2 separate regions of the Danio rerio genome follow, and region 1 is linked to region 2. A link is a contact called in public Hi-C data. All regions are on one chromosome and are shown on one strand. The core of a region is the stretch at or near the end of the contact, and the rest is flanking DNA. Distances in the headings are between cores, read along the strand shown. Region 1 overlaps cachd1 (cache domain containing 1). Region 2 overlaps jak1 (Janus kinase 1).

What was found. A called contact is a pair of places that touch in the nucleus more often than the background predicts.
Region 1: a Hi-C map of an unstated tissue shows a contact between it and region 2, with 3 times the contacts expected there. The contact joins two enhancer-like sites. A contact is called at or near these places in 4 of 18 Hi-C or Micro-C datasets (caudal fin, embryo and an unstated tissue) and 1 of 4 datasets of contacts at active chromatin or transcription factors (caudal fin).

The regions. Positions count from the first base shown.
Region 1 is chr6:34,127,665-34,133,548 of GRCz12tu, forward strand. cachd1 (cache domain containing 1) reads right to left here. Exons shown (of 27, transcript XM_073954291.1): 20 at 5,470-5,630; 21 at 3,140-3,226; 22 at 1-117. Among named protein-coding and RNA genes, the nearest start is that of raver2, 38 kb to the left of the region's middle. Within about 2 kb of position 3,722, at least 10 of the 62 cell types and tissues checked have an H3K27ac peak or open chromatin away from gene starts, as enhancers often do.
Region 2 is chr6:33,936,145-33,941,257 of GRCz12tu, forward strand. jak1 (Janus kinase 1) reads left to right here. Exons shown (of 24, transcript NM_131073.1): 23 at 2,063-2,173. Among named protein-coding and RNA genes, the nearest start is that of jak1, 55 kb to the left of the region's middle. Within about 2 kb of position 2,072, at least 5 of the 62 cell types and tissues checked have an H3K27ac peak or open chromatin away from gene starts, as enhancers often do.

The DNA.
Region 1 (5,884 bases), core at 2,472-4,971, 190 kb after region 2:
CTGCTGGTAAAGCGCTGGCTGCATCTGGTGTTGATGCACTGTGGCAGAGTATCCTGTAGACTGGGCTCAATTACAGTCAAAGACAAAGGCTCCTGGTGCACGTCACAGCTCGGATTTCTGCACACACAGTAGTAAGGCAAGCAGAGTCAGTTACACTCTAAATGCAACAAGTAGCTCACTAAAGTCAATGCTATTAGTATGACAGAAATGTTGCTATGTACATCAATGACATTTAACAGACAGCAAATAATACATTATTATTATTATTATTATTGGAACACGATCAATACCCAGACATCTTATAACAGGACTGTATGCATATGGCAGTATCGAATGTTCTTGTTGTCATGCTGAAATTTTTAATCATGATATTGACTAAAAAAAGCTTTAAAAGAGTTACTTTAATGTTTTAAACTAAAGTAAATCATGATCTCATTAGTAAACATTCATTAATGCATTAAAGGGACAGCTCACACAGACCTAAACATTCTTATTTTCTATTTAATTCTTATATCTTAAAGAAGATTTATTTTTTGAAGAAACCAGCAAAATTCTAACCATTGACTTATATACTCACCGGCCACTTTATTATTTATTAGGTACATCTTACTAGTATTGGGTTGGGCCCCTTTTTGCTTTCAGAACAGCCTTAATCCTTCGTGGCATTGATTCAACAAGGTATAGGAAATATTCCTCAGAGATTTTGTTCCGTATTGACATGATAGCATCACACAGTTGCTGCAGATTTGTCGGCTACACTTCCATGATGCGAATCTCCTGTTCCACCACATCCCAAAGGTGCTCTATTGGATTGAGCTCTGGTGACTGTGGAGGCCATTTGAGTACTGTGAACTCATTGTCATGTTCAAGTAACCAGTCTGAGATGATTTACGCTTTATGACATGGTGCGTTATCCTGTTGGAAGTAGCCATCAGAAGATGGATACACTGTGCTCATAAAGGGATGGACATGGTCAGCAACATTATTCAGGTAGGCTGTGGCGTTGACACGATGCTCAATTGGTACTATTAGGCCCGAAGTGTGCAAAGAAAATAAGCCCCACACCATTACACCACCACCAGCAGCCTGAACGGTTGATACAAGGTTGATAATGAATGTTGCAGTAGCAATCAAGACTCATCAGACCAGATAATGATTTTCCAATCTTATATTATCCGATGTTGGTGAGCCTGTGCGAACTGTAGCCTCAGTTTCCTGTTCTTAGCTGACAGGAGTGGCAACCAGTGTGATCTTCTGCTGCTGTGGCCCATCTGCCTCATTGTTGGATGTGTTGTGTGTTCAGAGATGCTCTTCTGCATACCTCAATTGTAACGTGTGGTTATTTGAGTTACTGCTGCCTTTCTATCAGCTGGAACCAGTCTGGCCATTTTCCTCTGACATCTAGTATCAACAAGGCATTTCCGCCCACAGAACTGCCGCTTACTGGATATTTTCTCTTTTCCATTCTCTGTAAACCCTACAGATGATCGTGTGTGAAAATTCCAGTAGATCAGCAGTTTATGAAATACTCAGACCAGCCGGTCTGGCACCAACAACCATGCCATGTTAAAGTCACTTAAATCACCTTTCTTCCCCATTCTGATGTTCTGTTTGTACTGCAGCAGATCGTCTTGACCATGTCTACATGCCTAAATGCATTGAGTTACTGCCATGTGATAGGCTGATTAGAAATTTGCGTTAACGAGCAGTTGTACCTAATAAAGTGGCCGGTGAGTGTATTTTGTTTTTGCTTTTCCCCACCATGGAAGTCAATGGTTACAGGTTTGCAGCTTTGTTTTTTTTTTTTTCTTAATATCTTCTTTTTTGTTCAACAGAATAAAGAAACTTATAAAGGTTTGGAACTTGATGGTGAGTAAAAAGTTTTGGTGGTGAAATGTGCCTTTGACTAACATTAATAGTGAGAAATAGCTACATTTGCTAGTTTAAAAAATACAACTAAAATGTATTAGTTATTAGCTTTATTAAAAATAAACCATAATCTCTTTTTCAAGCTAATAAACATTAACTAGGAATGTTTATAGCCGAAGATTAATAAATGCATTACAAAAAATTGCCATTGTCAGTTAAGCTTAAGCAATGCTAATAAAAGGAACCTCGTTGTATAGCTTTAACAAACAACAAGCCTATAAAGAACGGGTTTGAAATAATATATCAAGCATGTCGTATTTAAGACTAATATGAAAATGTTTATGCCTGAAAATTAATGGCATATTAAGAACACCACTGCAAACACAACAGTCTAAATATTCTTAAAGTGATAGATCACCCAAACATGTCCTCACCATTTCCGCACACTCAAGGGTTTTGAAATGTTTATGAATTTCTTTCTTTTGTTGAACACAAAACCAGAAATTCTGCAAAATGTTGGAAACCAAAAACCACATCCAGAGTAAGAAAAAAAAAATACTATAGAAGTTAATGCCTGCTGCTTTCCAACATTCTTACAATGATCTAACTTTGTTCAACAGAACAAATAAATTCAAAAATTCAAAATCGGACCGTGAGTAAACGATGACAATTTGAATTTTGTGTGAACTATCCCTTTAAAAGTCACTCTAATAGTTTAAATATTAAATGCATAAGAACACAATGCATGCTCATTATTGCAATATATTGTATTATTGAATATTGGAAAATGCATACAAGACAGCTCTGTAGTAAAGCATGCGTTTATTAATATTCAAGTGTACAGTTCCTCACTAAAAATGAGCAGATGGTGGAGTGACAGAAAGGTAAATGCCTTGCGATCCCTCAGCTGGGAATAATGCGACAAACCTGAAAGTGTCTAAATGTCTGCTGAGGAATAATTCGGAGCTGTACGGCTAATTGAGGACACAGGTGGCTGGATAGCTATTCATTGTGACAAACAAGAACTTGATGAAGTGACAGGCAGAAGTGTGTGCGCGTGTGACTAAGTGTGATTCATTCCAGTGAATGCTGATGAGAATCTGGACATGTGCTCCGGTGATTAATATTTGTATCATGTATCGCTGCAGCCGTTCTCGAAGCACTTAAAGGGCAACCTTTGCATCCTGACATTGTGTGCAATATGTTTTAAAATAGGCTTAATGGTTACTTTGACACGTTCTTGTATGAATTATGTAGAACAGAGGTTTACCTGTTCTCAGCGTTGGTGAGGTTGCCAGTACACTCGTTCACCTCTAGAGGGCATTCACAGGGGCACTCACATTCATTCTGCTCCATTCTGAGGATTTAATTGAGAAAATTAAATTAATATCAATTAAAGTTTATTGTACTTTTAGCACAATAAACATTGCTCTAAAGCAGCTTTACAAAAGATTCACTTCATTACATTAGAATCAAAATAAAAAAGTTAAGGTGTGAGTATGGTGGACAGTACAGCTGACAAATAATTAACCAAAATTAACCTGAAGCTATACAATATGTTGTGCATTTTCAAAATGGTAATATCTGTTTTTTTTTTTTATCTTATAGTGTCTTTGTAACATGGAGTGTTTACATGAAAGTGTCTGATGCATATAGAAAGGAAAGTGTGAGTGAAAAGTCTGTTTATTCTTGAATCCATCAACTTGACAATTATATAACGTCACTTATAGACTCACTTAATTTGAAGTTTGGATTTTGTGGCTTTTAGTTCACGTGTTTTTGCTTTAAAGGTGCAGTATGTAAGTTTGTATGACACCCAGTGGTTGAACTAGGTTCTGCACTCCTGGATCAAAATACATTTTTACTCGACTCCTCCTCTGACCAGTCCACGCAAGCGAAGGTTGCCAAATTGTCCCAGACTATCGTACCTAAAGACTAATTTAAGGCTCATTTGAACCATTTTCTATCCAAAAGCACATGAATGCGTTAGAAGAAATATTTTCCAACCAAAACAAAGTTTTTGTCCTATCCAACACCTGAAATTTCTATTTTAGAAACGGCTTCTATTTCGTACAGGTAAACAAGATGATGAACAACAACATGAGGAACACCTCATGTGCTTTATTCCATGTTAAATGCTTTTTAAGTTTTAAAAATGAGTTTTAAGTTCATTCCATTTTTACTGCCAAACTACTAAAAGCAGCAGCAGATAGTTCACCTCAGATCTTAAAAATAAATTAAACAGTTTGAGATGTAACTTTAGAACTGTGACTGAATCATACAGCATGTACATTTAATAATTTTGAAGAGATTTAATATGTATTAATTAGATTGCCAACCTTTCTGTTAGAGTGCAGTGCATTATCGTTATTCTGCGCTTCTGAATTGCTGTATCTAAATTTCTTTGGGGTTTCGTCTGGTGCAAACAGCTCAATTGCTTATCAGGCCAAATCTTGTCACGGAGGCATATTGTAAGGGCATGGGTTACAATGTAACCTGCTCACCTAATGATTCTGTTTGCAATATTTATAATAGTTGGTAATTAATAACCACCTCATGTGGAACTCTGCATTTCATTTCGGGCTGTTTACCAGAGGTTGCATTTCGGTCACGGATGCATACTTTGAGAGTCTTCCTGACTGAGTAAATGAAATATGCAGTTTGCCATGAAAGCAACCTGGGGTGCTGAAATATGATTGGCTAAACTGGCATTGGGCGGGTCAAAATAACCAAAACAAAGACAGCCATTACGGCACGTAAAGGACATTTTCAAAGCAGAATATCTTAATATCTAGCATTGTTTTTCAGATAATCAAGAATGTTCACTAAGCATGTCTCTTAAATATGCAAAAATATTATGGTATTTTTATGATTCAAAAATTTACATACAGTACCTTTAAAGCCACCACTACGTTTCAAAACGTTGACAAATATTAAATCTATCATTTTAAAAAATGTGTACTGTTTATTTATTCCTGATCATATGAAAATCTTAGTCCACAGCTGCTTTTTAAATGTTTTTAATAATAAAAAACACACATATTTTAGACTTATCTTTTTTGTATGAAGGGTATCTAGAATACTTGTAAATTTAACTGGTTCTTTTATTTTTATTGAAATCATCAAGCATTTTCATTGTAAAGCCTTGATTCACAAAATCACAAAAATACAAATAAATTTGAATAAAAATTTTAGTAGTTTTAGCAGTAGTGAGAAAAAAAGTTTAGTAATTTTAATGAAATGATTACCTTTAAATTAACATAACATTTCAATAAAAGTGATCCTAAAAACTTTCATAGCATATTTCATTTCAAATTTTTATTTAAAATGTTTGTGCTTAACGTTTATGAGTATTAAAAGGTGATGGCTAAACTTAAATTTCACCACCACAGAAATAAATGTACATTTTATATAAAAAAAGCAAAACAATCATTTTAAATGTAATATTTCAGAATATTTTTGATCAAATAAATGCAGCTAAGTAAACAGAGAAGACTTATTTTACAAACCCAAACATTTTGAACAGTTGTGTAAATCATTAATGGCTCAAAATTTATAAAAACTGAAATGAATTCAAGTTGTGCAAAAGTGAAACATTACCTGTGGCAGTTGAGGCAGAGACGGTCCACAGTACTGCAAGCACAGAAGGCCAGCGCATCACACGTCTCATTCACAATACCAGCAAACGCATTCGTTCCTGGGATACGAGTAAGCCGGTACTTTGAGCAGTGACTGCCATGCACAAGGTTTGTCAGATCACCCTTTAAAATAGAGAAAAGTCTTTCACTCTGTAAATGATCGATTATTTAAATGAGAACTAACTGAATATTCTTTATGCATTAGTACATATGCTATTGTGACATTTATTGTTATATGGTGATTATACTGCTACATACTGTACTCTTTGTACTGTACCAAGGCTGTTAAATTATCTGTATATAATGTCTATATTATTTACATTTACATAAACAACAAATTCACAATGATTATGACATTTTATGATAATTATGAATTT
Region 2 (5,113 bases), core at 822-3,321:
ATGGACGAAATGAGGAAAGTCAAACATTTTAATTTTTATTGATGTGATTATTAATAACCAATCAAAAAACATTTTACAGAGTCTATTCCACAGAAAACATGATGAAGTTTTGTATGTACCATCAAAAATCTGATATAATAGTGTGAGATTGTAGACTTACCAGGTAAAAACATAATTATACTGTTTAAAACTAAAGTGTTACCAATAAAATGAACACAGGCACATTTGTTTGGTAAATTGATGTAACTTTTTTGGTAATATATTATTTTAAGGTGTTCTTGTTACACATATTTCATGTACATACTATAGTAATGAAAATTAGTTCTGCATAATTACATACAACTAATCCTAAACTCCCACAATCAAACCCTTACCTTAATTAGTTTTACTCAGTAATTAAATGACTTGTTACACTGTAAAATTAAGTGTAAAACATTTTTGTTATTTGTTATGAAATACAATGACTCTTACTGTACATAATAAAAGTAAAAACTTGAAAAAAACCTGACCTGCTTTTCTTCAGTTGCATGCACAAATCTGGTGGCGCACTCTGTTCATCACTTCATAATGAATAAAAAGCAAAAGAATTAACCAGTTTACAACCTCATCATGAAGCCTATTTTTTTAATCATGGTATAACATGTAAACGGTAACATTTTCTTAAATTTGATTTTATAAAAAGAAACTAGTTTGGGATTGCTAGTGCACTATTATCATATTACTAGGGCCAGACAGAATCTGCGGACATTTTCTGCTATTTCTGCTGAGCATTTTGTAAATTATTTTGGGTGTATCGTAACTAAAAACTTAATATAATAAAAAAAAAAACTTTTTAACTTTTATTTGATGTTTACAATGCAAATCCAATTAGATCCACTTATTTGGTAAATAAAGCAAGTGTCTTTTGTAGTATATATACTAAAACACAGAAAATAATACTTTACAAACTATATTGTAAATAAATCAAATAAATACTTTCATATTGGTTAATACTGAAATTAATTTAAAAACTGAATAAATATAAATGTACTCACATTTACACAAGTAAATAAATAGACTCAATGATGGCCTAAAAAATCTGTGGATTTCTGCACGTGCAGATTGCTTGTAGGCCTACATATTACTATTGATCTTTTAATTTATGTGTAAATAAAGAAAAGTGAGTCATTTATAAAAAGAAAAAGAACAAAAATTGGTCACAGGTTAATGACAAGAGGAAAATGTGAGTTCATGGCCAAATCAGTGGAGAACCACTGATCTGAGTTATTAATCAGTAGTCAACTTGAGTTTATAGTACTGTTTTTATTACAAAATAATAAATAAATAAAACATATTAGACATTTGAAATCTAAATTATGCCCACCCATAAAACAAGCCACTGTAAAAGCCACTGTTATGATTGTGAATGAAAAAGAAAAACAAAAAGCACAATAAAAATCATAAAAAAATTATTCAAATGAAAAAAAAAATGTACATTTTAAAAGAAATATGTAAAACGATGCAACAAATATCAATGATGCCACAAAATAGCAAGGCTGCATTTAGGATAGACTAGTGCAATTATTTTTATGCAAATGCTTTATGTAAATTTTTCCTTATGCAACTATTTTACTTCTGATTGCATTTCTAATTCAGCCTTTGATTATAAGCAGCAGGAGGGTAATAAAGATTTGTTGTGATGCAGAAATGAGCGCTTTTTAGAAAGCCAGCGTCAGTTCTGTAGGCTGAAAGAAGCCGTTGTTAAGGAGGTGCTGGTGAGTCTCTGAGAACATGGCAGATGGTGCCAGTCTGTGCCCACAGTGGCAGATGTCTTACCCAAAGGCTGCGGTAGACGTCTACACAGCAATCCTCCCTTTTTCCCCTTGTGTGCTGCTTGTGGAGAAAATGTTTGTACAGAGCCATTTGTCAGATTCAATACTGTGCACAATGTGATGTTTCTTCACCCACACAATGTATTAAAGGGTTAAAGGTAGCTTGCTAGACGAGACGTGAATGGATGTTTAATTCCTCTGAGCTTAATAGCAAAGCAGCCCAGTGACCTAATTTTGCTCCACCCCCACAGGTGTTCCTTAAGTTGATTGGTCCAACACATGGACAAATGACTGTCACCCGATTGGTCAAAGTCCTGGAGGAGGGAAAGAGACTTCCAAGACCAGATGACTGCTCAGAGCAGGTAATGCATCAGTTTACTAAAACTAAATACTGTATATGCAAGTTTAGAGTCAGTTAGATTTAAAGGGCAACTATTTTACTCCTTTTTAAGATTTAATTTAAGTCATTTGTCTCCAGAATGTGTCTTTAAAGTTTTAGTTCAAAACACCCATCAGATTATGTATTATACCTTTCTGAATATGGGAAATTTGATCTGTTAGAGCAGTAGCTGTTTTTGTTGCCTGTGCCTTTAATGCAAATAAGCTGGTTCTCTCTGCCCATCATTACCACGAGTAATAGTGATATCTCGGTATTGCTCTTTAGTATGTAGCCTTCACCTGCTGCGTCTCGCATAGATAAACAGCACAGTGACAAACTAGGTAGATTTTTCTAACTACAGTAAAAACTTTCCCAGCAGGTATTTGTTGTGGAACTAATTCAAGCCTTTTTGCAACAATGAGTCACACTGTATGGATGTCCGTTATGTTCATATACAAAATAAACCTGATTTCAGTCCACATGGAGACATGTTAATATGCGGCTGTTGGGCTCATTGGTCTCATTGTGGTGGGCCTCAAAATGGGGGGGGATTTGAATCCTATTTTACGTCAGGAAATGTAAAAAAAAAAACACACACACTTATTGTGTTTATGTCACCCCAAAATGATTGTGGACATATATATGTTGACTATACCTACACACAGTTCTGTCCATGAAGCTTACAAAAGTTGATTTTCTTCATAGGTGCCCTTTAAATAAGTAATTTAATAAAAAACACTTTAAATTTAAAACTTTAAAGCTTTTATTAAAGGTATAGTTCACTCAAATTTATATTTGCTCAAAGTGTAGGTGACTTTTTTTTTAGTAGAACATTAAAACATTTCATCTGTGGTCATTTGGTGATTCATCAAAGGCAAATCAATGGCTGCTGGCAATTTGGCAAGAGTCATACAATCCTACAAGTTGTTATGAACATGCTCAGGTCCATTTGATGAGGCTGTGGATATAAGGTAATAATCTTGTAATTGATGTACAGTTTCTTGCACAAACTAATAACTTTGGTTCATAAGACCTCAGTGTATCTTCAGCAGCCATACACTGTAAAAAAATGTCAGCTGTGGTTGCCAAAACTTTATTGTTAAAAATACTGTAGAAACCATAAACTTTATGGTGAACTACTGTATTTCATACATTTATATTATTATACAACTGGGTTTTGAAGTACAAACATCTGCATATGCTTATGATGAACCAAGGTGAATCACAAACTACTTTGAGAAGCTGCTCATGGTCGTTCACACAAATACTTAACACCATCAGGGTAACATACATACAATTAAAGTAATGCAGTAAATAGTCTTTGTAAACATTAGATGTAACAAAACTTTAATGTACATTACTGATGAGGAAAAAGGAGCCACAGTAATAACAAAAAGGCATCAAAAGTGAAGTGTCAAGTCAATTTAGCATTATTCACCGTATATATTAGGGAAACTTGCTAAGTAGGTTATGGATTTTTATTGTAGCGTGATTACATTTTTCTAACCATTAAAATTACATACTTTTTTTTTAAAGTGTATAAACTTTGTTTTGCCTGCTTTTTTATAGCTCTAGAAGTTCCATTAGTGGTTGACTTATTCTTTATGAATGACCGATGAACAAAGTTTGACCCTTTATAGGACACTCATTGGAAACCCCTGAAGTGTATTGAGTTTTTTAAACTTTTATGACTTAAAAATGATATTGTAGTCAGTGTCAGTGAAGGCCTTTTTTGTACTGAAGATAGACTTCTTGTATAATCACCTACATCGTGTATAATCCAGTTATGTCTACATTAAAAGAAAGAAATATGTTTCTTGCATAAAAGCATATATCATACCAAGTGTATAATTTCTCATATAAAGGATGATGTGACATGTAGGAATAAAGTATTGAGAGTAAAAGTTCAGCGACGGCATCACAGGAATAAATATATTAATTTAGAAAGCTGTTTGATTTGTAAGTATTGGAGACTTTTGACCCAAACATTTTGATGGTAGTGAATGCCACACGTCATATTAGTATCATGTTATATAGCTTGTATTAACCTTTGAGATTTTCAGCAATGAATGATAGAGATTTCTAAGGAAGTGAGTTTCCACCTACACAAGACTGGAATGGAAGTCAAAGGAGCCTTATTAGCTGTCAGTGCATTTTTAACTGACAAGATTGCTTCTGCAGATATTTTGTAACCGCTTTAACTGACATTAGGGTACAGATGGGAAAGATTTTTGAAGTCTTTGTGCAAGTTAACTCCCTCTGAAATTCCTGTAAAATATTTATTATTTTTTAAATCATTATATATATTATATGATAGTCTTATATTATGTTTAACGCAGTTTGGAAAAGTCACAATTTTGAAACCATTAAAATTTTCTGTTATACTGTTCCTATAATAAGTTTTTTACAACTATTTTATTTAGTTTTTTTGGGCAGTTGCAGAAAAAGACCATCCACATCAAAACTGAGCAGTGTAGTGTACTTTATATCCAAAGAAAAGAAAGCTCTCCAAAGATGCCTTTTTTAAGCTGTAAAGAAATCCGTGTTTTTGAAAATAATGCCGACAGCAGAAGTCAATGATTTATTTGAATTGTTTAGCCTGACATATTTACTGTTTCATAATACTTTAAATCTTTCTTAAAATGAAACGTATTGTGCTTAATGGGTGAAAAAAGTTGCTGTTTTTACCCAGATATTTAAAATGACCATATTTTAGAGCAGTAATCACAATACTGTAAAACCGTGATATACTTTCAAAGTTATTATACCGTCAGAATCTTATACTGGCCCATGCCTATTATATACACTACTGGTCAAATGTTTGGGGTCAGTAGGATTTTTAAATGTTTTAAAATAAGCTTCACCTGCTCACCAAGGCTGCATTTATTTCATCAAAATACATTACAAATTGTGAAATGTTGTT